Regions from separate parts of the Sus scrofa genome. Here all the other regions are linked to region 1. Evidence: chromatin contacts called from public Hi-C and promoter capture Hi-C data. All regions are on one chromosome and are shown on one strand. Each heading gives the region's core, a stretch centred on a gene start, on an enhancer-like site or on the middle of the called end of the contact. The rest is flanking DNA. Distances are from core to core; before and after follow the strand shown. Region 1 holds the start of SETD2 (histone-lysine N-methyltransferase SETD2). Region 2 holds the start of CCDC12 (coiled-coil domain-containing protein 12). Region 3 holds the start of PTPN23 (tyrosine-protein phosphatase non-receptor type 23).

What was found. Promoter capture Hi-C pulls out the DNA fragments that hold promoters and counts their contacts. Hi-C and Micro-C count contacts between places; a contact is called where the count stands out from the background.
Region 2: a promoter capture Hi-C map of liver shows a contact between it and region 1, with 4 times the contacts expected there. The contact joins the promoter of CCDC12 here to the promoter of SETD2 in region 1. A contact is called at or near these places in 1 of 5 promoter capture datasets (liver), 2 of 47 Hi-C or Micro-C datasets (heart right ventricle and liver) and 1 of 2 datasets of contacts at active chromatin or transcription factors (alveolar macrophages).
Region 3: a contact with region 1 is called in a Hi-C map of liver, with 7 times the contacts expected there. The contact joins the promoter of PTPN23 here to the promoter of SETD2 in region 1. A contact is called at or near these places in 2 of 5 promoter capture datasets (fetal liver and liver), 4 of 47 Hi-C or Micro-C datasets (heart right ventricle, liver and skeletal muscle) and 1 of 2 datasets of contacts at active chromatin or transcription factors (alveolar macrophages).

The regions. Positions count from the first base shown.
Region 1 is chr13:29,994,798-29,999,197 of Sscrofa11.1, forward strand. It overlaps SETD2 (histone-lysine N-methyltransferase SETD2), which reads right to left and starts at 1,488. Exons shown (of 22, transcript XM_021068704.1): 1 at 1,235-1,488. The coding sequence starts at 1,305. It overlaps LOC110256227 (a long non-coding RNA gene), which reads left to right and starts at 1,235. Exons shown (of 2, transcript XR_002337517.1): 1 at 1,235-1,961; 2 at 2,980-4,400.
Region 2 is chr13:29,844,563-29,848,795 of Sscrofa11.1, forward strand. It overlaps CCDC12 (coiled-coil domain-containing protein 12), which reads right to left and starts at 2,121. Exons shown (of 9, transcript XM_005669466.3): 1 at 1,690-2,121; 2 at 970-1,134; 3 at 518-871. The coding sequence starts at 613. NBEAL2 (neurobeachin-like protein 2) reads left to right here and starts at 2,844. Exons shown (of 55, transcript XM_021068700.1): 1 at 2,844-3,126. The coding sequence starts at 3,076. LOC110256226 (a long non-coding RNA gene) reads right to left here and starts at 511. Exons shown (of 2, transcript XR_002337516.1): 1 at 201-511.
Region 3 is chr13:30,188,914-30,193,194 of Sscrofa11.1, forward strand. It overlaps PTPN23 (tyrosine-protein phosphatase non-receptor type 23), which reads left to right and starts at 1,746. Exons shown (of 25, transcript XM_021068730.1): 1 at 1,746-2,021. The coding sequence starts at 1,938.

The sequences.
Region 1 (4,400 bases), core at 238-2,737:
TTCCAAAAAAGAGCCATAGCAGAACTAAGGCAAAATGTGTCAAAAGAGCAAATCTCTTGGAATCATTCTGGTCTTAGAAGTGACAGCCGCATCTGAAAACCCTATCAACAGCTAAGTTTGAAATGAGTTGTATATTCTTAGGTCCAGACTTCAACCAACACCAGCAAATGGAGGTTAAGTATAGCTTTTTAAAACGATAGTTTTGTGAGGACGTTGAGAAACAAGTGAATCCAGGATCAGAAGGAGTGGAAGCTCTCTTGAGATAACAGATACAGTAGCAGAGCCTTCAACAGAAATGTAAAAATGTCCTAGGTTGAAAATAGACTATTGGGCAAAACGATTTTTCGGTCTTCTGGAACACTGCTTAGAAAACCCTCAAATGATTCCTGGTTTTTACCAAATTATTCACAAGGCGTAGAAAGTCATCCATTTAGAGTAAGAGGTTTCTGCTACCAAGGAAGTAAAGTGTCCGAAAGTGTGCAAATCTCATAATCTAGTAGAGAATGTATGCCCCTCCAGAGGCTTTCATTTTCGAGCGGAAAAACAAACCCAGTGTCACCTCAACAGCGGGGCCACTCAAACCTCGCCATTACAAAATCAAAGTGCCAAAGGTGCAGAATATGAAGCCGGGAGCACCACCAGGCCTGGAACGAGTTCCAAGAGGGAAAAAAAAAAATCAAAACCGAGAGCGCAGCGCGAGTCCCTCGGCCGCCCTGGGCCAGGCGACGCGCGCTAGGCCCTTCCGGTCAGAGCCGCCGTCGCCGGGAGGCCAGGCGACGGGCCAGGCTTCCACCCGAGCCCGGGGATTCGCGGCCTACCCTCGCCAGTGCCCTCTCGCCGAGTCTGGCACCGGCTGCTCCGCGGACTCGGCTCCTTGCTCTACAACGCGGCCCCAACGCACCGCGAGGAGCCGAAGGAGACCGCCAAGGCTTGGGCCAGCCGGGTCGGTACAGACGCGGCGGCAGCTGAGGCCGCGCCGCCCCTCCCCCACCGGCCCGGCCCGGCCCAACTGCCGCTGCGACGCGAGCAGCGGCGCCAACGCCGGGCCCAACCGCCAACCCGCGGCGGCCCGGACGAGGGGACTGTGGCTGCGGCGCGGGCCTGCTCCCCACGCCGCCCGCGCGAGTCCACCGCGCACCCGTTACTCTCTGCGCCAACAGCCGTCAGGACGCGCCGCCCCCCGCTCGGGTAAAGGCGGCAGAGGGCAGGAGGAGGCCACGGAGCTGATACTTACTCAGGGGTCGGGTGCTCGGGGTCGTAGAAATCCCCCATCTTCGGAGGCGGCTGCGGCGGCAGCTGCTTCATCAGGAGCTACTGGAGGCGGCGACGCGAGCCCCCTCCCCGCGGCAGGGCGACGCGAGGGAGGGGAGGGGAGGAGGCCGCAGGTCCGACCGCGGCGGCGGCGGCAGGGGCGGCCCGCGTCGCTTGCTCGCTTGCTCCCTCCCTCCCTCCGGCGCCCGCCCGCCGCTTTCTCCCCCACACTCTCACACCGTGAGCGACGCGTACCCCGCCCGCCCCTCAGCCGCACAGGCCCGGCCCCTTAAAGAGACACGCACTCGCCGCGCTTCCGCCGCCAGTCGTCGCGCTGGCAGCTGTGGGTTGACCTCAGATCGGGACGGGAGGGGCGGGAAGGGTGGGAGAGGCTGGGCGCAGCCTGAAGACCCAGCCCGACTTTGCCTACGACTTCCCGGAACAATAAGCCTCAGGCCCTAGAACTGTTGGCCCGCCCCGGACAGAGAGCCGCAGCGTCGCGACCCCTCCCTCGGGCCCGCTGAGGCGGCAGGGTGCTGAGGCGTGACCCGGTGCGTCCCGGGGTTGTCTACGCGCGACGTCGGAGGAACATCCCGAGCCCCGCGGGACACCAACCTTCCTGCCCCACCGCCCTTGAAAACCAGCCCTTCGGGAGCGCCAGAGTCCGCAGCGGCGCCGAGGGCCCCTCCCCCAGGCCTGCGGGCTCTGAGGTAAGGCGGTCGCCGCTTCTCCTGAGCCTCTGGCCCCTCTCTCCTGTATTTCTGTTTCTCCTCCTCCTTGCCTCTTCATCTCACCCCTCAGCCAGTATGGAAACGGTGCTGTGCCGGTGATTCGCCCTTAAAAGCCGAGCCCTGGGGACGCCCCTTCCGCCAGTCCGCCAGCTCTGGGCAGGCTGGGCCCCCACCGCCCATCTCCCGGCAATGTCCAGTCAGCTACCCCCTCACCTGAAGCTGTATTCTGCCCCCGCCTCAACATTGGAGCAGCGCTTCTGCGTGGTTCTTAAGACCTTAGAGGAAATGTCCTTTAAGAAAAGACTATTAATCACATTCTTGCAAAAATGACGCGGTGAGACTAAGTATTTTTGGAAGCAGAGAGAAGAATGCATAAAGCCATTAGCTAAACTCTCAGGACGTTGAAGAGTTTATGGCAATTGATCATTTCGAAATTGGGAGTTCATCAATTTTTTTGTAGTTTTTTTTTTCCCCACTGTAATTTTGAATCGGATTTTACCAGCAAACAATTGGATCGAGTGTTATGGACGGAATGTGTATTCCACCCCACAAATTCATTTATGAAATTCTGTCCCCCAAGATAATGGTATTAGAAGGTGGGGCATTTGGGAGTTGAGTACTTCATGAGAGTGGCGCCTTCGAGTGAATGGAATTAGTGCCCTTATGAAAGCCCATTGAGCAGTCTGAAGCCCAAAAGAAGGCCCTTACCAGAACTCAGCCATGTTGGCACCCTGATCTCTGACCGTCAGCCTCCAGAACTGTGAGAAATAAATTTCTCTTGTTTGTAGACCCAATCTATGGTATTACGTTTTAACAGCCTGAAAGTATATGACACTAGACGTCCTTTACTGGCTCTTTTTTACATTCTATGTGTATAGGTGTGTGTGTGTATACACACACACACACATATATATATATGCTGTCAGAGTCTATTAGTACTTTGTCATCATTGTTTCTCACTTGGGAATTAATTGGGCTTTTTTTTTCTGGTTTTTAGGCATGGCATCCAGGTCCAGAGCCCATCTGATTCCCTTGGTTCAAGTCTCCCATGGCTACTTCTTTATGAACCATGAATATTACCTAATTTCTCTGCTTTTTCTCACTGTAAGATGAGAAAATTATTGTGGACACGACCTCACTATTGTGAGGATCCAATGAGATAATATTTGTAAAGCTTTAAATATTCAATAAATGTCAGAACTTATTCAGCCATTATAGTACAGGGATTAAGAGCTGGTTCTACCTGGCATTGTATGCCAGCCCTGCCACTTTCTAGCTATGTGACATTAGGCATGGTTACTTTTCCAGTGCTTCATCAATAAAAAGAGATATTTTCCACTGCACAACACTGCACAGAGTGTTGTGATTATTAAACTAAAATGTATGAAACAGGAATTCCCATTGTGGCTCAGCAGGTTAAGAACCCAACTAGTATTCATGAGGATGCAGGTTCAATCCTTGGCCTTGCTTAGTGGATTAAGGATCTGGTGTTGTCACAGCTGCAGCTTGGGTTGCAGCTGTGATTTGGATCAGATCCCTGGCCCGGGAACTCCACATGCCACATGGCAGCCAAAAAAAGAAAAAAAAAAATAAAAAAAATAAAATGTATAAAAATGCTTGCACAACGCCTCTCATTGAGTCTTATCTCTCAGACTTTGAAAGAATAGATTGGAGCCCTGTGCCTTAGATGCCACAAAGGCCATTGGGAGCTACTTGACACTGTTCAGACAGAAAAGGGAAATTATAGGTAGAGGTGGCTAAAATAGTGTATGAGGTGATAGGGACCTAAACTGAGGTTAATGAGAAAAAAGCAATCAGTTACAGGTTTCCTGTTTCCTAAATAAGAGACTGAATAGGTCTCTTGCAGAAGTTGCAGGTGGTCTCTGTAATACCTGTTCTTAATATAGCATTAGTCTAGTTAAAACCTAATGCAGTAAGGGTGCTGAACCATGGAGGTCAGTGGGAAATACTAAGCCCCAAACATAAATGAATCTAGTTTTATAGGCAAGACTGTTGGGAGGTTGAATACTATTAGATACCCTCATCTGCTATCATACCAAGAGCTCTTTGTACACACATTTTAAATTCAAAGAAGTGGAGTTCCCATCGTGGCTCAGCAGAAACAAATCTAACTAGTATTCATGAAGACACAGGTTCAATCCCTGGCCTTGCTCAGTGGGTAAAGGATCCGGCATTGCTATGAGCGGTGGGGTAGGTCTTAGACTCAGCTCAGATCTGGCATTCCTGTGGCTGTGGTGTAGGCCTGTGGCTACAGCTCTGATTCGACCCGTAGCCTGGGAGCCTCCATATGCTGCGCCTGAACCCCTAAAAAGAGACCAAAAAAAAAAAAGCAAAAAGAGAATGCATCCTCGGAACACATACTGGGGCCTAGCCTTTTGATCAAAACTGTGGGGTAAC
Region 2 (4,233 bases), core at 871-3,370, 150 kb before region 1:
TTTTGTCCTCAACGATTCCAGCTAGACTCCCAGAGCACAGTGCTATACTGTCCCGCCCCCCAAGGCGCTCTGGAGGACAGAGGAGTCTGCCTCCGCCAGACTCCAAAATTTCACCAAGTGTAGAAGGTTGCTTGGTCATGGGAAGACGGAAAATTCAGCGTGCTTAGACGCGAGCATATCACGCCTAAAACAACGAGCACCTGAAATTAGATGTGGCCTGGAGACCCACGCAGAAAACACCAGATAATTGCCAAATAGCCCGCAACACGTTGACCACTGCCGCACCCGTACCCACGCATGCGCAACAGCACCAGCGCAGGACTAGCACCAGCGCAGTACTAGCACCGCTCCGGCAGCACCAGACTCGGTGGGCGGACGCAGACGCCGCGCGCATGCTCCTGCGGCGCGCATGCGCGTATTTAGTAGTTGCCTTTTCCATTAGTCTCCTGCCTCTGGTCCCAGTCCTGGATCCGAACGCCGGCTACCTCGGCCACGGTCCTCACTCTGCATTTCTCACCTTGCGCCCGGTTTTCTCCCGTAGGGCCTTCAGCCGTTCCTTTCGCCGCAATGCCTCTTCCTCCAACCGGCCCACACCGGCCGCAGTAGCCGCCATCTTGCCAGCCGACCCCCTCTCCTCTCGTCCAGCATCGCGCAGGCCCAAGGCGTAGATTAATCTCTTACAGCCAATCCAGGGACGGGAATGGGAGAGCCGGAAGTCTTGAAAGCCAACCAATGCTGAGTTGCTATAGGAGGGCCCGCCCTCTTCCTCCCCAGCAACTCGCCTAACTTGCCTCTGGCCGGCAAAGAAGTAGGCTCTAAGGCTCGATTCGTCCAACGCCAATCAATGAGAAAGTGGCAAGTGGAATCAGACCTGAGTGGAGGAGGATAGAGCGCATCGATCACCCTGGTTTTGCCTAAGCGCCAACCACTGCTCACTCCATGCTGAACACTTGGAATGCCCTGACTTACCTTTGTCCACTTGTCTTTATTCTTCAAGGCTTGAAGAAACCTTCCCTGACTCTCCACTCCAACCCCAGCTTAAGAGGTCCTTCTTAAGCTCTCAGTGGCTTCCTGGATGGATCTGTTTATGGGCCCTTGGGCCCCTCTCTGTCCACTCTCAGCTCAAGACAAAGCCTAAGAAGAGGCGGGGTTGGCTGGGGGGCATTTTCCTCTGAGTTCATGGTTGATGCCCTCCCACCCCTAACCCAGGGTCAGACTGCCAAACCTGAGAAAGAGCAAACCCCATCTCCCAACTTGGGTCCAGTGGTTCCCAGGGGACCACGCTGAGTTTAGTTCCTAAGAACTAAGCTGAGAATTAGTTTGGCCTCTGCTGCAGCAGGTGGCCAAGAGGTCCAGTGTTCCCCAGCAGAAGTTGCCAGGGTATTCTTTCCCAAGCTAATTAGCATGCCCCGAGAACCACTTTGCCTGAAGTCAAGATCTTCTGACAGCCTGTCCAGATTCCAGAGCCACACCTCCTCCTACCTGGGAAGAGGAGGCCAAGCTTCCTCCCTTCCCCCCAGTCTACTTGTCTCTCAGCAAGGCTGTTCCCTGCTTGGGACCTTCTCCCCAGTCTGGCAGCAGGTAGACACCCACTCCTTCCTTCCCAATTCCCTTCAGAGGTCACAGAACCCAGTGCCACAGAACCCTGTCCAGCCAGCCCCCATGCACAACCCCCTTGACTTCAGTAACCTGGGCCTTTTGGTTCCAACTCCCCTGCATCAGGTATGCGGGTAGTACCCAATCCGCCGGTAGTAACTGTTCAGGAAATGTCAGCTCAGAAGTAGGATGGGTAGGGCAGGAGAAAAGGCCAAAGTGGAGGAACTGCCCAAGAAGCCAAGAAGACAGAGCAGGTTGGGTATAGGGACTAGGTCTGTCTCTTCTTGGCTACCCAAGGTCTAGAGGGTCCAGACTGGGTCAATTCTTCCAATTGACGGCAACTCTCTGGGTCCCACAAACTTCCTACCAGCCACAGCAAAGGGCCTCACCCTTGCCCAAGACCAGAGTGCCCCCTCACTTCTCAGGGGGGCTGGGGGAGCTGGAGGGATGGGGCGGGGGGGGGGGGGGGAGAAGCCCAGGAGTGATGATGACAGTGGTTCTGGAGGCAGGCGTCTGTCCCTGTCCATGCTGTCATTGGCTGCTTAGGTGGTCCTCATTTGGCCCATCTGGGCCTCAGTTTCTCTGCCTGTAAAACAGAGATATGAGGCACACTTTAACCTCTTGATGTTAAAAGAGGTGAATCAAGTGCTGAGCTGTGGAGTGGAAGGTGTCTCTATCAGAGCATCTAGTAAGGAGGGGACCCAGGTGAGGGAAGACTACCTAAATTTTCCAGGGATCTGCCCCAAAGATGGAGGGTACCGCGCTTCCTTGGAGCTATTTCACACTTGCCCCGCTGTTTTCTGATTCTCCCACCCCTAGCCCCAATCCTCGCTGCACCCCCGCCACATTATCCTGCTCCACTAACAGCAGGAGTAAAAAAAGTGGCACTTCCATATAACAGCGCCTGGCACGTAGTAAGCGCTGCAAGTGGTCATCATGATTGTTATCATTGCTTGTTGAAGGACGCTGCCCATCTGCATGCGGCCTGCAGCCCCTTCCCCCAACCCTGTAAGCCTGTCCCTTTCACGAGTGGTTGCAGGCAGAATGCGTCCCGGTCAGATATAGACCTAGAACAAATCTGGAATCCTTGACTCAACCCTAGTCCAGGAGGCTCTGAGTGGCCCTTTCCAAAGCGCGGTGAGAGCGCGGATTGTGGAGGGCGGGGCTGCTGCGCGCCCTCTGGGGCCGCCCTGACCTCAGGCTCCTCCTCCCGCCGGGCTCCCCCCGCCCCCCTTTGCACGGTCCCGGGAGAGGCGGGGCGGCGGTGGCGGCCGCAGGAGTGCAGGAAGCCGGGCGGCGGCCGGCTGCGAGGAGGAGGAGCGCAGCGGGGGCCAGTACTACTTCCCCCAGTAGTACCGCGCCGCTCCGCCCCGGAGTGACGCCCTCCGCCCATGGGCCTGGCCGAGGGCAACCGGCGGGCGGCGCGGAGGAGGCGGCGGCGGCAGGTAGCGTACAGCAGGGCCGGAGCCGGGCCGGGCTATGGCCGCCTCGGAGCGGCTCTACGAGTTGTGGCTGCTCTACTACGCGCAGGTGAGCCCGCCCCGCCCCGTGTCCGCGGTGTTCCCAGCTCCCCTCGCTCCGTGCCTGCTGCACCTGTGCCCGGCGCCACCTGGACCGCGTAAATGCGCGCGCTCCCGGCGTGCTCGGACTCTGCACACACGTGTGCACCCTTAGCCCGCGGATGCCTCTGGCAATTATACCTGGGGGTCGGCCCACGCGGGTGCGCCCCTCGCTCAAGCCTCTTGGGTCGGGACTGCGCAGCCTCTGTAGTGCGGAAGGAGAGGGGCCTGGACCAAGATGGCAGGGCACTTCCCCCTTTTACAGATGGGGAAACTGAGGCCAGAGAAAAAGAGACGGGCGGGGAGCGTAGTTTGCACTTGGCCTTGCCGCTCCTGTGGGCGCAGCCCAGTTGGTGGTCAGGGCCTGTGAGTCTGAATGGGCTGGGGGTCCAAGCTTGCACGGAAGGCGTCCATACTTCAGTCTGACCTGAGTCAGTTCATCAGATTTCCTGCAGCAAACTATCTTTGGAGAGCTCCTCCCTGACCCAGGCGGCTTTACCCCAACCGGGGGGCGGGGGGGGGTGGTGGCGGTTATGGGGGGTTATGGGGTGGTGGTGGGGGTCTAGCCCAAAGAAAAGTTCCCACCTCAGTTGGTGGGAAATGGCTTGGGGGTGGGGAGGGAGGAGGGTGAGCTAGGAGGGAAGTTTGAAAGGGATGGAAGGAGGCCATTTCCTCCTGAGCTCCCTGTCCTACCTCAGCGACTACTTCAAAGTGTCCTCAGAAGGTGAAGGGAGCAAACTCTGACACAGGTGTCCTGAAACTCTCACACCAGTAGGCCCCCACTTTCCTTCTGCTTCCACAGCAGGGAGGGAACCCAAGGTAACAACCCTTTTGCCTCTTCACCCAACACCAACCTCCCTTGCTGCACCTGCCTGGCATCATGCTCCTGGCTCAGGTGTGCCTTGGGCACAATGGATTATTGTGTACCCTTGATCTCTCACTGGGGGGAAGTTCATGCTCACGTTAACTGGCCCTCTGTTACGAGGCTAGTCTAGCTTAGTCTCCCAGGACTTCAGGCCAGGTCTGGGGCCCCAGGGACCAGGAATCCAGGCCATAAGGGCTATAGCTTTCTGAGCCT
Region 3 (4,281 bases), core at 496-2,995, 190 kb after region 1:
ATATACGTGGAGATGGATCTTTTTTATTTTTATTTTTTTTGCTTTTTTGCTTTTTAGGGCCGCACTCATGGCATATGGAGGTTCCCAAGCTAGGGGTCCAATCGGCCTACACCACAGCTACAGCAACTCAGATCCGAGCCTCGTCTATGACCTACACCACAGCTCACAAGAATGCCAGATCCTTAACCCACTGAGTGAGGCCAGGGATCAAACTGTCAACCTCATGGTTCCTAATCGGATTTGTTTCCACTGTGCAATGAAGGGAACTCCAGAGATGGAGTCTTTAAAGAGTTAACTAAGAGTTCCCGCTCTGGCATAAAAGGTTAAGGATCCAGCTTTGCTGCAGGTGTGGCAGAGGTCGAAGCTGCAGCTCATATTCCACTCCTGGCCCATGAATTTCCATATGCTGCAGGTGCAGCTGAAAAACACAAAAACAAAAAGAATTAAGTTAACAGGAGGTTATGAGGCCTTAATCCCATATGACTGGTGTCCTTGTAAGAGGAGATTAGGGAGTTCCCGTTGTGGCTCAGTGGTTAACCAATCCGACTAAGAACCATGAGGTTGTGGGTTCAATCCCCGGCCTTGCTCAGTGGGTTGAGGATCCGGCGTTGCCCTGAGCTGTGGTGTAGCTCGCAGACGCGGCTCAGATCCAGTGTTGCTGTGGCTCTGGCGTAGGCCAGCAACTACAGCTCCAACTGGACCCCTAGCCTGGGAACCTCCATATGCCGCAGGAGTGGCCCTAGGCAAGGCAAAAAGACTTAAAGAAAAAAAAAAAAAGGAGATTAGAACATAGACTATGAGAAGACACGGGTAGAAGACATCCATCTACAAACCAAGGAGCAAGGCCTCAGAAGAAACCAACATTGCTGATACCTTGATTTCAGACTTGTGGTCTTATCATCATTTCTCCCACCTATGAGAAGGTGACTCCAAGATAGTCCTCCAGAAACAACTTTTAAGATGCTGGTAAATTTTTCTTTTTCCTTAAAAAAATTTTTATCTTCATGGCCTTGAATTTTCTTTTCTTTTCTTTCTGTTTTTTTTTTTTTTTTTTTTTTTTTTTTTTTTTTGTCTTTTTGCCATTTCTTGGGCAGCTCCTGCGGCATATTGAGGTTCCCGGGCTAGGGGTCGAATCGGAGCTGTAGCTGCCAGCCTATGCTAGAGCCACAGCAAAGGAGGATCCGAGCCGCGTCTGTGACCTACACCACAGCTCACGGCAACGCCGGAACCTTGACCCACTGAGCAAGGGCAGGGGTCGAACCCACAACCTCATGGTTCCTAGTCGGATTCGTTAACCACTGCGCCACGACAGGAACTCCTCTTTTCTTTCTTTCTTCTTCATTTTTTTAAATTTTGGTAAGATGTACCTATCGTAAAGTCTGTCATTTTAACCTTTTTTTTTTTTTTTTTTTTTCTTTTTCGGCCGTACCTGCAGCAGGCAGTTCCCAGGCAGGGGATCAAATCCTAGCTGCACCTGCCACCTACGCAGGGCAGTGCTGGATCCGGACCCTGCGCCGCAGATGGAACTCCTACAGGACTGTTTTTTAATGTCCTTCCCCTGAGTAGAGAACGCTAAGGGCTGTAGCCAGACCTGGCAGGTTTACTTTGCTCTGGAGAAGTAAACCAGTAGGCGCCCTGCCTGGAAGATCAGTGCAGAAAGACTACTACTCCCAGAAACGCTTTCGCCGCTGGCTGGAGATTTTGCCCTCTACGCCCTAGTCTCACGCGGAGGAGATTGAGCATGCGCAACGGAAACTGATCCTGGACGCAAGGCTGCGCGGACGGGGACTGCATCTCCCAGCAGGCCCTGGGGGCTTTTTTTTCATCCCCGCGTGACAAGCGACTTCCGGCGTGGAGGGGCGGTGCGGTGCGCGCGGTTGAGCCCCTGCTGTTAAAGCTAGGGAAGCTGCTGGGTGGCAGGGGGAGCGCCAGCCGCCATGGAGGCCGTTCCCCGCATGCCCATGATCTGGCTGGACCTGAAAGAGGCCGGTGACTTCCACTTTCAGTCAGCCGTGAAGAAGGTGAGTGCGCCTCCCACCCCCCACCCCCCACTTTTCCGGGGTATCTCCGTCGTCCGCCAGCGCGTGACGCCCCCTGCGCGTCCATTCTCTCCCAGGCCCTGTCGCAGGGTCGGGTGAGGCAGGAACGGCCTCCGCTGACTTTCCTTAGCCTGGTCCACCCACGCGAGACCGCAGACCATTTTCTCTTCTCGCCCGCCCGGGGCTAGCTCCCGCTGTCTGGTTGGAACCAGCTTTTCCACTTCTGGCCCAGGGCTATCCACGGTTCCCACCAAGGCACCTCACTTCCTCTGTGTGACGCTCTGGATCTAGTTCTGCCCGCCCCCTTTTCACGCCAGGACTGTCCCACGGAGATCAGTGGGCGTCCCCCTGTGACCGTCTGGGTGGAATGGTTGTGCCCGGCGCTCGGTGCGCAATCAGTCCACGACCCGACTAGGATGAGGATGACCCACTGGAATGCTTGATCTGCGATTGGAGTTTCTCTGACATTTGATGCAATTCTCTTCTGATCTCAGAAGAACTCTAATCTGGATCCCATTTGGACCAAAAGATGCAGTTCCATGTCATCTGGGGGAGGGTTGCTGCTTTTCACGACTGCTCAGAGAGGATAAACAGTGTTGAAGCTCCTGGAGAGACCTTCGCAGTCGTTTGTTGAATCTTCATTTGGAGGGAGGAATCAGGCAGGTTTAGCCTTAATGGAGGGAAGGGAACGCTATGGCGAGATCATGTATGGCCGGTACAAAATGGGGCCAGGTTTGTCGACTGGGAATCAGGTGCTGTCTGAGGCATGTATCTACTGCCTTGGGAAGGACCACTGGTAGCATTGAGAGTAAGAGGGGAAGTGAAAAGTAAAACCAGGAGGCCCTTGGAGTTTGACATCCTTGTGGTTTTAGCACAGCGTCTGCCAAAAGCTAGATGGTGCACCACTCAGGTGCTTGAGAAAAGAAATAGAAGAAAGAAAATTGGTTAAAAAGTAGTTTCCCAAGAAGCTCTCTCTTTCTCTCTTTACACCCCTGCCTTAGTTCAGATACTAACAGTTTGTATTCCTTTGGGTCTATAATTTAATGTCTTTGGGCATCTTTTCCCTCAGTTGTAAGACCAGGAAGTTAGATTAGTTGATCTAAAATTCCAGAATCTTGTTAGCTCTGTCCAAAACTTGGGTCTTTTCTCCATCTGGTCCTTCCTTTTTTTCTTTTTTTGGCTGCCCTGCAGCATTTGGAGTTCCCAGGCCAGGGATCAGATCTGAGCCACGGTTTTGACCAGTGCCATAGCTGTGGCAACGCTGGATCCTTAACCCATTGTGCCAGGTGGGGGATTGAACCTGAGTCCCACTGCTCCAGAGATGCTGTGGATATTGTTACACCACAGCAGAGAGCTCCTCCCTCTGCTCTTTTATACAAGTACAATTGGATGAATTTCTGTAAAAGACAACAAAACTCCTTTGTTTCGTAGTTCATCCGTAACCCATTTAGAGTTCTCTCTGACCTACCCCAGTTCTTTCAGCATTTCTTCAGGGCCCAGTATGTGCTTCTGTGTTCTTCTAATACAAGTATCCCAGATTCTTTTCATAGCCACTTTTGTTCCCTTAATATTCTCTGTATGTTTGGTCTTCTATGCATTTGGTTGTGAAATTCCATCCGGACCAGCTCTCATCTTTGCCCTGTAGGGTGGGGCTGGGGCTTGTTTTTAATGTCTGTTTATTGGTTCTGTTTGTCTTTCAAGGTCCTGTTTAAGCTCTGTCTCATCCATAAGCCTTCTTTCGTCTGGATTAATCTTTCCCTTCTCTGAATCTCTAACTCTTTTTTTTTTTATCTTTTTCTTGGTGACAGTTATGTGCGCCGTTTACCCTCCCCCCCCCCCACACTGAATGGTAAATTTCCTGAGAGACATCTCCATGCAACTCATAATCTAGCAGGGGCCATTCTACATAGTTGGCATGCAGGAAAATGTTTCTCAATTGACCGAATGACAGTTGAGAGGAAATTAAGAGATAGTGGCATAAATTTATGGAAATTCAGTGGATAAAATCTTAGCTCAGGAACTCCTTGGAAATCTTTTTGTTTGAGTTTAGCCTCTGATGCTCTTTTCACTCACAGCTAGCCCTCAAGGTACTACGTGAGCAGTGATTTCCCTGGAAGCCCTGGGCCTCCATGACAGGAGTTGCTCTTGAGCCATTTACTAAGGTGTTATCAGATGCTGATGAAAAAATTCATTTCTTAGACATCAGCTCTTTGATTCCTTATTTTGAGGAAAGGGAAAGGTC